2 separate regions of the Muntiacus reevesi genome follow, and region 2 is linked to region 1. Evidence: chromatin contacts called from public Hi-C data. All regions are on one chromosome and are shown on one strand. The core of a region is the stretch at or near the end of the contact, and the rest is flanking DNA. Distances in the headings are between cores, read along the strand shown.

What was found. A called contact is a pair of places that touch in the nucleus more often than the background predicts.
Region 2: a Hi-C map of blood shows a contact between it and region 1, with 2.2 times the contacts expected there. The contact joins the promoter of ABHD16B here to the promoter of SOX18 in region 1. A contact is called at or near these places in 2 of 3 Hi-C or Micro-C datasets (blood and muscle).

The regions. Positions count from the first base shown.
Region 1 is chr2:52,337,342-52,343,146 of mMunRee1.1, reverse strand. It overlaps SOX18 (SRY-box transcription factor 18), which reads right to left and starts at 2,093. Exons shown (of 2, transcript XM_065919660.1): 1 at 1,609-2,093; 2 at 167-1,406. The coding sequence starts at 1,966. The coding sequence ends at 598.
Region 2 is chr2:52,475,089-52,480,893 of mMunRee1.1, reverse strand. ABHD16B (abhydrolase domain containing 16B) reads left to right here and starts at 3,176. Exons shown (of 1, transcript XM_065921611.1): 1 at 3,176-5,805. The coding sequence starts at 3,832. The coding sequence ends at 5,244.

The DNA of each region.
Region 1 (5,805 bases), core at 844-3,343:
GTCCTGGAGGGATGGAGAACTGCCTGCTGTGGGCCCAGCTGGGAGTCAGGCTCTCAGGGGATTTGGAGGGAGGGGCACATCCAGAGCTCTAGAGGGAGCTGCTCCTCCCCACCCCCAAAACCCCCCATCTGCCCTGCAACAACCACAGACACTAGAGTTTGGAGGAAAGGTGAGGTGCTTTATTGTGGCCTCGCCTGGTCCAGGGGGACCCAGCTCCTGGCTCCTCCTTTACAGCAAACAAATGTTATTTAAAAAGCCCTTGCTACATTGGTGCTTTGCATCACTGAAACCCCTTGGGAGAAAAAGTTTAATTAAAACTTAAATATACTGTTTTACGAATATAAAAAAGGCAAAGTAAAAAACACAGCCTAGTTCTAGAAAATACACTGCAAGAAAAGGATTAAGCTTAGCCCTGGCAGGGTCAGCCCACACGTCCTAGGCCTGGGCTTCCCGGCCAAGCCCCAGTACGTGGTGACCCTCCCGTCTGGGGTGCCCTCGACCTGGCCAAGGCCCAGCGTCGCGGGTTCCTGCGGGTCTGTGACGAGTAGCGGCAACTCCACCTCTGAGAGAGAGGCATCGCACAGTGCCCCAGGCGACCTATCCAGAGATGCAGGCGCTGTAGTAGACAGCAGAGCTGGCATCGGACAGCGCGGCGATCAAGCTGCTCTCCTCGGGGCAGGACATGGCGCGTGGGGCCAGCTTGGCCAGCGCCACGTGGTAAGGGAGCCCGGCGGCGTCGGGGCGAGTCCGGCTGCAGTTGAGGTACTGGTCGAACTCGGTCAGGTCCACGTCGGCCCACAGGTCGGCGGCGGGTCCCAGCGGCTCGGCGTTCTCCAGGGGCGGGGCTTCGGGCGGTGGCGACAGAGGGCCCGGGTAGGGGCCCGGGCCGGGCGCGGGGGCGCCGTAGTAGAGGCCGCAAAGTGGCGCGGCGGGGCCGGGCGCGGTCCTAAGCGCCTCGGCCGGGGGCGCCCCGAAGCAGCCGCCTGGGTTCCTGGGCAGCTCGGCTGGGCCGTAGGGCGCACGGAAGGCCCGCAGAGAGCAGTCCTCCGGCGCCGCGGGCGGAGGGAAGAAGGCGGCCTCGCCGGGTTCCAGGCCGTCCAGCGGCGAGCGCTCCGGTGTGGGCAGCCCCAGACCGTCGAACTCGGCGCCCAACGGCGGCAGCTCGCGGAAGACCCGGGCCGGGCCCGTAGCCGCGGGAAAGGGCTCGGGAGGCGGCGGCGGCGGCGGTGGCGCCAAGCCTGGGAGGAGGAGGCCGGGCTCCAGCCGCCGGGCCTTGCGCGCTTGCTTTTTGCGGCGCGGCCGGTACTTGTAGTTGGGGTGGTCTCGCAGGTGCTGCACGCGCAGCCGCTCCGCCTCCTCCACGAAGGGCCGCTTCTCCGCCGGGCTCAGCTCCTTCCACGCCTTGCCTGCGGGCCGCGGGCGCGGATCAGCTGGGTGCCGTCGGGAGAGCTGGCAGGCTGACAGCCGATCCCAGCACGCGCCCCTGCGTGAGGCCTCCCGGGACCCCGGCAGACCCCCCCCACCCCCGCCATCCCCAGCTCCTGCCCACGCCCCAGCCCCTGCCCACGCCCCAGCCCCAGCTCCCGCCCCTGCCTCGCGGCCACTCACCTAGCATCTTGCTTAGCACCGCGTTGTGCAGGTCTGGGTTCTGCTGCGCCAGCCGCTTGCGCTCGTCCTTCGCCCACACCATGAAGGCATTCATGGGCCGCCGGATGCGCGACTCGTCGGTCCCCTGGCGCTCCCCACGGCCGGCCGGGCTGAGACCATAGCGCCCCGGCTCGGGGCTGCGAGGCGGGCTGCGCGGCGGGCTAGGCGGCGAGGCAGGCGCGGCGGGCGCGGTGGGGACGGCAGGGACGGTGGGGAGGCCGCGCGGCTCAGCGGCGGCCCCGGGGCCCGGGGCCCATGCACAGTCGCGGCGGGCGGGCGGATCGTCCTGTGCGCCGTAGCCGAGCGGCGATCTCTGCATTCCAGCTGGGCGCGGCCTGGGCGGAACGGAGCGCGGGAGCGCGGAGGGTGGGCGGCGGGCACGTCGGGGTCGGACGCGCTAGGCGGGCGGGCGGCAGTGGGGACGGCAGTGGCCTCTCGCCGGGTGGGCGCCCAGATATAGCAGCGCGGGGGCCAATGGGCGGCGTGGCGGACAGGGCGGGCCTGGGCGGGCCGGGGCCGCCCCCCTCCTCCCGGGGGCTCCCTTTCTTCTCCGCGGGGCGAGATTCCGCCGTGGCCTCCTCGAAGCGGCGCCCCCCGCACCCCCTCTGAAGGAGAGACCCCCTCTGAATGGGAGAGGGCGGCTGATGTGGCCCGAAGCTTGGCAGGGGGCGGCCTTATGGGGGCTGTCAGACTTTAAGAATCAGACCCCCGGGCAGGAACTGGGGGCGGGGGCGGCTGCCTTCCCAGCAAATTCTGACTCCAAGGGAAGTTCACCTTGGGAAAAGCGCTTTGTGTCTTGAGGGAGCTGCTTTGAGTAACCCAGGGCATCACTGCTCACCCGTCCTTCACCTACATGTGGAACTTGGAGTTCTGGGAACTCTGAGCCTCCCTCCTCCCCACCGCTTCCCAGGTCTGTTCATGGGGTTAAGGGAGATGTTCACCGTGTCCCCCACCCTGCTCGCAAGGCTGGAAAATCGGCAAACCGCAGCAGCTGAGTACCTGGAGGAGAGGGTAGGTGGCTGGCATCTATAGCAGAGCAAGGGAAGGAGTCCAGTGCTTGGAGCCCCGCGCCTCATCCCCCTCTCCAGGGCCTGATTGACCAGTTGTAGTAGCTGGTTACCCAGTCCAGTCGGCCAGGCCAGTGCTGCTGCAGGAGTGAGGCTGGGGCAGGTGGCAGGAGGAGGGCGCTTCCCCTGGGCCATCAGACCCCTGAGGGTGTCCAGAGGAGCTGCCAGCCTCCTTGAAGTCCCCTCCCACCCCTTCCAGAGGGTGCCTGGGTTCCCAGACCCTGGGAGGTGTCTCCCAGGCAAGCTGCTTCCCTGCCCCCATGCTGAGGGTGGTTCTAGGGGGGCTGTGACTGTGTGTGTGAGGGGGTTGTAGGATAAGGTTTTCCTCCTGCACATCCACTGGCAGTCTGGGAGCTCTATAGCTCCACTACCTCATCAGGAGTCCCATCCCATGTGTTGAGAGCTCCATGATATGTGACCTCAGGTGACAGTGATCCTAGCTGTGGGTGGCCAGGACTCCTGGATCTGGTAGTCCCTCTGGGCCACAGTCAGGGCTTATAAGCGACCGCTCCTGAGCTGTCCTGCGGAGAGGCCAGCACCCCCACAGGGGTCCTCCACCATGAGGTCGGTTGGGTGTGTATCCCATCAGTGCAGGCTCGGTGGCTCCTATCAGGTTTCCATCTCCCAGGCTCTGGCGCCTAATTCATGGACACCGAGCGCATGCTGACGGACTGGGGACAGTTGATGGGGTCCCCTTGGGTCTGGGGGGAAGACTGGCTTTTCTTGGGAGGTAGGCAAGAATGGGGGGCCTGAGGGTGGACGGGTGTACAACCTCTCCCAGAGGTGCCAGTTTCCCTTTGACTAATGTGGGTGGACTGGGGTTGGGAGAAGAGACATGTGAGGAAGACTTGGGGCTGAAGGATGGGTCTGTGGGACCAGCATCTGGCAGAGGTGACATCTCCCTGCAGCCTTCTGGGTGTGGTCTTGGGTCAAGGGCCTGGCTCAGCCTGAGCAGCAGGAGTCTGAGCTGATCACCACTGGGCTTGGGAAGGTGGCTTCTAGTTCCTCCACTCCAGCCCCTGACCTTGTGGTGGATTTTTGGCTCCCTCAGGGCCCTGCTTGGGCCCCTGCAGCCCTTGAGAGCCGAGCGGCTCAAGCTGCTGGGAGCTCCCTGGCCAGAATTACCTCACCACCAGGGCCCCACCCCCCAGGAGGGCTGCTTCGCCTGGCGCCAGACACTGACCCTCCCTCTTGGCTGAGCTCCAGGATTCAGGTGTCCGGCTGTCACGTCCTGTGAGCTGGGGCTCAGCAAGGCAGGGAGAGCCTCCTGGGGTAACCCCCACCTCCTCGGTGTCAGGCTCCCCTCCTCTTTGTGCTGCCTGGCAAGGCTGACATTAGCTCTGGCCCACCATCCAGATGGGAAAACAGTGGGGTGGAAGCTGCAGTCAGGGTGGCCCTGACCTTGGAGCCTCAGGGCTGGGGATACGCCCCAGGGCTGTGGAAGGGCTGTCGTGGGGTGTGACCAGTTGGGCATCAGAGGTGTGTGTCTGTGTGTGGTCTGTGTGTCCATGTGTGTCTGTCTGCCTGGGTGTGGGGAAGAGGCTGAACTCTGCCATAGGAGATGAGGTCCTGTGGGGAGTGGAGGTCTGGCCCTGGACATCCACCAGAGGAGGAGTTCCCAAAGACTTCTCCGGCCACCAAGCTATGGCCCCCAGTCCATCCACAGTCTGAGGGCGTTCCTATGTCTCCAGGACCCACCTGGTCCAAGTCTGCTGCTGCCCACTTTGGGAGGTCCTGTCTGCAACCCCCTGTCTCCCCAGACAGGAGGTGGGATGGTGGGCAAGCTTGTTCTGTGAGCGGGGGCTGGCCTGGGCATTCAGTGGCCTCTGCCTTCCTGGCCCTCCACCTGCTCCCTCTGTCTGCCTGAACTGGACCCCTAGGCTCTGGGCAAAGCCTGCAAGGGATTCTGGGTAATCCCCTCTGTGCCTCTGAGTGGGAGATTGGCTGGGCTCTGGGGGTGGCGGACCTCCCAGGCACTGCCCGGGGCATAGACCTCACAGGCTCCTAGCCGCCCAGGCCTGGCTTGCTGCAGGAGCGGGAGCAGGGCTGGGACCAATTACTGAGTCCCTAGGGGCAGGACTTCCCTGCTCCTAGAGGGCGGGAGCAGGGTCCCCATCAGTTACGGGTCCAGGTGGAGAGGTCTCTGGTCTCCTGACTCCCGGGCTTTGGAGCCAGGCCACCCCGTTCAGGCCTTGCCTTGTGGTCCTGGAGACCAGGGCTCAGGCCTGGCCCAGATCCTCCTGTTCATCCTTGAAGCTGCCCCAAAGGCTGGATGGGGGTGGGGAGGCCACCCGACGGCTAGAACCAAGTGGGCACACTCCCTGTGTGCATGCATGACTCGCCCAGCAGCAGGCCTAATCCTGGGGGTGGCTGGAGCTCAGGCTTGGGGTGGCTGGCTTGTCCAGCCCATACCTTCCTGCTCTCAGTCCTGGTGTGCAGAGGGCCATGGGGTGCGAGGGAGCTGGCGTGGTGCTCACACTCACAGGGCAGTGTCTCAGGAGTGCTGGGGTCAGGGCACGATTTGCCACTGTCACTGTCGTGGGGACCTGGAAGTCCTGGTTAGAGCTGGGTGGTCTAGGAACTTAGGGTCAGTGTGCTCATGGGGGTGCTTATAGGGCATGTGGGAGAATGGCACCCCTGCAGGTCCCAGGGCTGTGGTGCTGGGGTTGGGTCTGTCCCTGAGTGCTTCAGACTAGCAGGACCAAATGGGTGGGGGGCTTCTCTGGGTTGAAGGGGACTTGTGAGTTGTGGGGGGGCACCGAATGTAGCCTGTGTGAGGAGTCTTCTCTGATGGTGGCCTCATGGGGGGGCAAATGGGCTGTGGCCAATCCTGATAGATCACTTTTGTGGATGTCCCAGGTGTTGGGGTCCGGCAGGGGCGCTGTGCTGGATGAGAGCTGGGGTCCCAAGCAGGGCGATCCCTGGGGCATTGTGGCCATGGTTGTTCTCCAGTGTCCTGCATTCTGTGTGGGTCTCTCTTGGTGCTCAGCGGGGGCTCCGTGGGAACCAGGCTGGGGGGAAGGGGGAGCCCCCAGGCGGCTCTCAGTTTCCATAGCAACAGCAGGGAGGAGCCAGGAAACACCAGCTCAGG
Region 2 (5,805 bases), core at 1,927-4,426, 140 kb before region 1:
CTGGCCATGCTGGGGAGCTCCCTACATGACTCAGGCCAGCACAAGCCTTTGGAAAAGCAATCTGGCATCCCCCACTACCCTGGGGCACACTCAGGACTCTGGTGAGGAAGCCCTGAGAGGAAGGGTCCTTGGGCAAGGGTGCTGCTGGCAGCCACGGCTGAAGGGAAAGATCTGGAAACCTGGGTCCCCACCAGCAGAGGGGGCACTGGGGCATTAGTGTCTCACGTGGAGAGGAGTAACTGCTGGCATCTGCAGGCATGCAGTGATGCTCATGAGAAAGGTCAACTGCCCAGCAACGTGCACATGATAAAATACCCCACTAGCTGGGCCTGTGGGTGGGCATGTCTGTGGGCAAGAAGAGAAGGTTATGGTCTCTGGGTACAAGAGAGGAGCCTGGTAAGGACTGTTAGCTTTCCTGCACCCTGCATGACTCATGGCAGGGAGCCCATGTGACACTGTGAATAACATCATGTAGCCAGCACCTTACATGAAAACCTGGGGGGGTGGCTGCAGCACTGGGAAGGATGAGCCCACCTCCAGGGGCTCCCAGCCAGCAGTGTACCCGGAGTGTGCGGTAACGTTCCCAGTCGTGCAGGGGACCCTGGGGACCATCTCGGGAGCTGGGCTGCGTGGGGCCTGTGCACAGTGCAGCCCCCAGGGGGTGGCTTCTTTACCCTGACAGGGGGGCAGTGGGAGGGGAGGCTGAGACTGACCTGCAGGAAGGCAGGAGAGGGTGTAGGCGTGCATGGCTCCCCACAAGCCCCGCCATCCGTGAGGGCGCCGGTAACTCTGTGACTCCAGATGTTCAGCAGCTGTCTTGGCCATTTCCGCCCTCCTCTGACCCCGCATCCGCCAGGAAGCGTCCCCTCCTGGCCTCAGGCTCCCAGCCACCCCCCACCTTCCCTGCACCCCATTTCCTGAGCAGAGGCGTTTGTGCAGACTCAGCTCCCCTCCCGTGGGGCAGCGGCAGCTTTCCCAAGGACAGCACTGCCTCAGAGCCTGGACGCCCCTGTGAGGGCTCTGATTCCACCCCCGCCGCTCCAGCCTCTGGGACTGGTTTTCTCTCTCTCCTTCCTTCCTTCCCTGAGGTTGGCAGCCTACATCAGGGCCTCTGGGGAAGCTGAGTAGAACTGGCCAGGAGGGAACCCTGCTCAGCGGGGGAGGGCGGGAGCCCTGCAGGACGGAGGCCAGAGGTCAGAGAGCCCAGCCAACCCAGGCTGAGGGGGTGGGGGGGAGTGCATGCTCAGATGTCGCCTGGTGGGCACTGCTGGGTGGCCTCTGGGCCACTGCTGGGTGGACACTGCTGGGTTCACAACTCCACCTTCCCTGAGCAACCGGGTCCAGTCTAGTGGGGTCTCCTGGAGAGGAGACAGCTGGAGGAGGGCTCCTTTCTTGTCATGGGCCTTCCTGTCTTAACAGAGCTGATGGTTCTGGGGCATTTGGGCTCCGGTGGGCTGGGGGCAGGGCTGGGGGTCAGGGCTCAGGCCAGACACAGGTTAAGGGCTCTGGGGGCGGGGTCAGCAGCTCCAGCCTGCTGACCTCTGCTCCCTCTCCTCCAAGCTTCCTGCTCCTCCGGGGGAGCCAAGGGCAGGTAGGTGGGCCTGGCCAAAGGAAAACCTCTATTTCCAACCAAGATGGGAGGCTTCCCCCAGGAGGGCGCTGCTCCTCCGCACCACACCTGTCTTTGCGGGACCATCCTGCAGCATGCCCCACTGCATCCTCTGTGTCTGCCGGGACTCGGACTGAGGACACCACAGGGCCTCTGCTCTGCTGCTGGGGTTGCTTCTGAGGGCTCACAAGATGAACCTGGAGCCTCTGAGTCTGCACTTTCCCCCCACCCCCCATGCTAGGATATGAGTTTATGAAAGAGGTTCCTAGGAGAGGAAATGGCCACATCCTCCCCAAGGTCCCATCTCTACCTCTGACCTCAGGGCCGGGTGGACAGCTCAGGAGGGCCAGGACCACCCACTCCCCTAGACAGCTGTGCCCATCACCTGACCCAGGTCCCCCTACTACCTCTGCTGCCACTCAAGATGCAGGAGAGAGGTGAGGTGGTTACAGGGCAGAAGAAATAGGAGTAGAGCCCTTGTCCAGGGGGACATTGGACCCTGGGCCACCCTCTCGGGTCTCAGGACCTAACTGATGAGTGAAACAGCCCAGAGTGGAACAAGAGCTGGATGATCAGGAATATCTGGACCTCGGGGCCTGGGGGGAGGCGTCCTGGTGGTTGAGTTTCCAGATTTAGCAAAAAATCAGGATATCCAGTTAGAGTTGAACTTCAGATAAGCAATATTTTCATATGAGTATGTTCCATGCAATGTTTAGGACATACTTATACTCAGAAAGCTTCGGTTGTTTGCTTGAAATTTAACTTTAACTGGATTTTCTGTATTTTACGTGGCAATGGGGGTGGAGGATGGACATTCAACCCTCTCAGCTCACTCACAGCCCATTGACCCCTCCTGTCCACAAACCCCAAAGGACAGCAGTGATCTTCAGCTCTGCTTCCCAAGCCAGGTGGGGGCTGACTGGGCCAGCAATGCCTCCAACTCAGTTGCACAGAGCATTAGAGCAGAGCAAACTTGGGTCTGGAGCCCCTCCCCAGAGGGCTGGGCTCCAGGCCTCCTGGGTTCCAAGGAGTGGGCTGGGTTTGCCAAATTCCCTTTTAGGTCCATGCAACTGTTGAAGGCGCCCCAGGAGCCTGGCTCTTCCCTGCCTCCCTGCCCCCGGGGACTCTGTCTCGCCCTCATCAGGTGGGCCAGCTCTCACTGGTGCAGGACAGAAAGGAGAACCCAATAAAGCCCTCCAGAAAAGAGGAAGGGACAGCTTGTGGGGTGGTTTCTGGGGGAGGAGAGCTCAACCAGGGGCTCTAAATGAGGAACACTGGCCAGGAAGGACCCACCTGGAGAAGGTCATTGCCTCTGCAGGCGCCAGTGGAAAGAGGATCCAGAACAGGCGGGGGTTTCCAGCCTGCACTCACCCCTTCCTGGGAAAGAAGGTGCGGAGGGCCGGGGTGCAGGCAGTGAAAAAGAGCCCCAGCAGCTAGCCTCCACTGCTCCCCCAGGGACTTCCTGAGCTTTGCCCCTGCCCCTGGAGTGCTGGGCAGAGAACCGCTCCCCCAACCCACTCCCCTCTCCTTCACCCTGCCTGTGGGGGAGCCGGGGCCCATGTAGCCTTTTCAGACTCTCACAGCCTGATCCCCAGGGCTGCTTCCCCCTGCCTCTGGTCCCTCTCTCACCAAGGTGGGTACTTTGGAAGGTGGGCGGGTGGTTCTCACCACAAGCTGGCTCAAGGTGGTGGGCGGCCCTGCATTTTTCTCCGTGAGACCCAGTATGAGGTCAGCACTGTTGATTTCCGACCTGTGTGTCCACCTACAGCTCAGGGAGGAGGGGGCGGGACGCTGCTCGGGCTTGGGTGGAGGTGGGCCTGCCCTTAGGTGAGAGGCTAATGAAATCTGAGGATTCGGTCCGAGAAGGCCTGTTGAGGGTGTGACTGCGCCGAGGTCCTGAGGCTGTGTCCTGGGGGGCGGGGCAGAACTGGGTCCACCACGCCTGCGAATCCTTTGTGCGCCCATCACGGGTCTCTCCCCAGGCAACGGTGACTCACAAAGCGGGCCCTAGCCAGGCAAAGGCCGACTACCCTGGGCCCCAGCGGGCGCAGGTCACAAAAGCCTCGAGGGCCAAGCCCCAAAGAGACATGTCCTGAGGCAGCCTAGCGCGCGCCCACCCCTGCCACCGCCCGCTGGACCGGGCCTGGGCCTCCCACCACCACCGCGACCCCGGGCCGGCGACTGGGTCTTAGGGCTCGGTCAGCACTCAGGGCCTCGTGCCCATGTGCGTGGTCTGCTTTGTGAAAGCGCTGGTGCACGTGTTCAAGATCTACCTGACAGCCAACTACACCTACAACTTCCGCGGCTGGCCGGTGGACTTCCGCTGGGATGACGTGCGCGCCGCCGCTAGGAGCGGCAGCAGTCACCGCGCGCTGACGTGCGCTGCAGCCGCGGCGGGCGTGTGGCTACTGCGGGGCGCAGCGCTGGGCGAGGACTCGTCGGTTCGGCCGCCGCGCGCGGTGCGCAGCCAGGCGCAGTGCCTCCTGCAGCAGATCCGCGAGCTGCCCAGCCAGCTCGCCAGCTACGTGCTGGCCCACTCGCTGGGCCGTTGGCTTGTGTACCCCGGCTCCATGTTCCTGATGACGCGCGCGCTGCTGCCGCTGCTGCAGCAAGGCCAGGAGCGCCTGGTGGAGCGCTACCGCGGCCGGCGCGCCAAGCTGGTGGCCTGTGACGGCAACGAGATCGACACCATGTTCATGGACCGCCGCCAGCACCCGGGTAGCCACGGCCGAGGCCTGCGCCTGGTCATCTGCTGCGAGGGCAACGCCGGCTTCTACGAGATGGGCTGCCTATCGGCGCCGCTGGAGGCTGGCTACTCGGTGCTGGGCTGGAACCACCCGGGCTTCGGGGGCAGCACAGGTGCGCCGTTCCCTCAGCATGATGCCAATGCCATGGACGTGGTGGTCAAGTACGCACTGCACCGCCTGCACTTCCCGCCCGCACACGTGGTGGTCTATGGCTGGTCTATTGGCGGCTTCACGGCCACGTGGGCCACCATGACGTACCCGGAACTGGGCGCGCTGGTGCTCGATGCCACCTTCGACGATCTCGTGCCGCTGGCCCTGAAGGTCATGCCCCACAGCTGGAAAGGGCTGGTGGTGCGCACGGTTCGTGAGCACTTCAATCTCAACGTGGCCGAGCAGCTGTGTCACTACCCTGGGCCGGTGCTGCTGCTCCGGCGCACACAGGACGACGTGGTCAGCACCTCGGGCCACCTGCGCCCCCTGCCGTCGGGCGTCGTGGAGGGCAACCGCGGCAACGAGCTGCTCCTGCGCCTGCTGCAGCACCGCTACCCAACTGTGATGGCGCGCGAGGGCCTCGCCATCGTGACCCGCTGGCTGCGCGCAGGCAGCGTGGCGCAAGAGGCCGCCTTCTATGCGCGCTACCGCGTGGACGACGAGTGGTGCCTATCTCTGCTGCGCTCCTACCTCACGCGCTGCGAGGACCAGCAGGAGGACGAGGAGGCCTGGGGGTCGCATGGGCTAGCCTTCCCCTGGCTAGTGGGCCAGGGCTTGAGCCCGCGGCGGCGGCGGCAGCTCGCGCTGTTCTTGGCACGCAAGCACCTCAAAAACGTGGAGGCGACCCATTGCAGTCTGCTGGAACCCGAGGACTTTCAGTTGCCCTGGAGGCTGTAGACCGTGCTTCTGCAGATCCCTTCCCCACCCCCACCCCAAACCAGTAAAGCTGGCCCTGCCCTGGATCCCGACCTGGTGTCTGGCGAAGGATGGGGGAGTGCAAAGGGATTTTGCACTCTCTCCCGCACTGGGGTGTCCCATCTCTCCTGTCTCTTTTTCTCTCCAACACTTATGAACCGTTCCAATCTGCTCCCAGCTGGTAAAGGGAATGCAAAGATTAACCTGACCCAGTTTATGGGAACCCTGTGTGATGGATGCCTTGGCACCTGGAGAGGATGGTGGGAACACAGGCTATGGGGCGCCAGGAGGCATCCTTCACCTGGCCTGGGTTATAGGATGACTGAGAAAGATGCATGTTGAAGGGTCTGTGAAAGTCACTCGTAACTATGAAAGGACATTGACTTTGGAAGGGCTGTGACTTCCTCAGGAGTGCAAGTGCAATGCTGCTGCTTCACAGGGTTCCTCCACCCTACTCCTGGCTTCTATAGGATGGGGTTCACCTTGCAACCACAGATTCAGAGTAAGTGGCATGTCCTGGTGGGACTACAGACACACCTGACT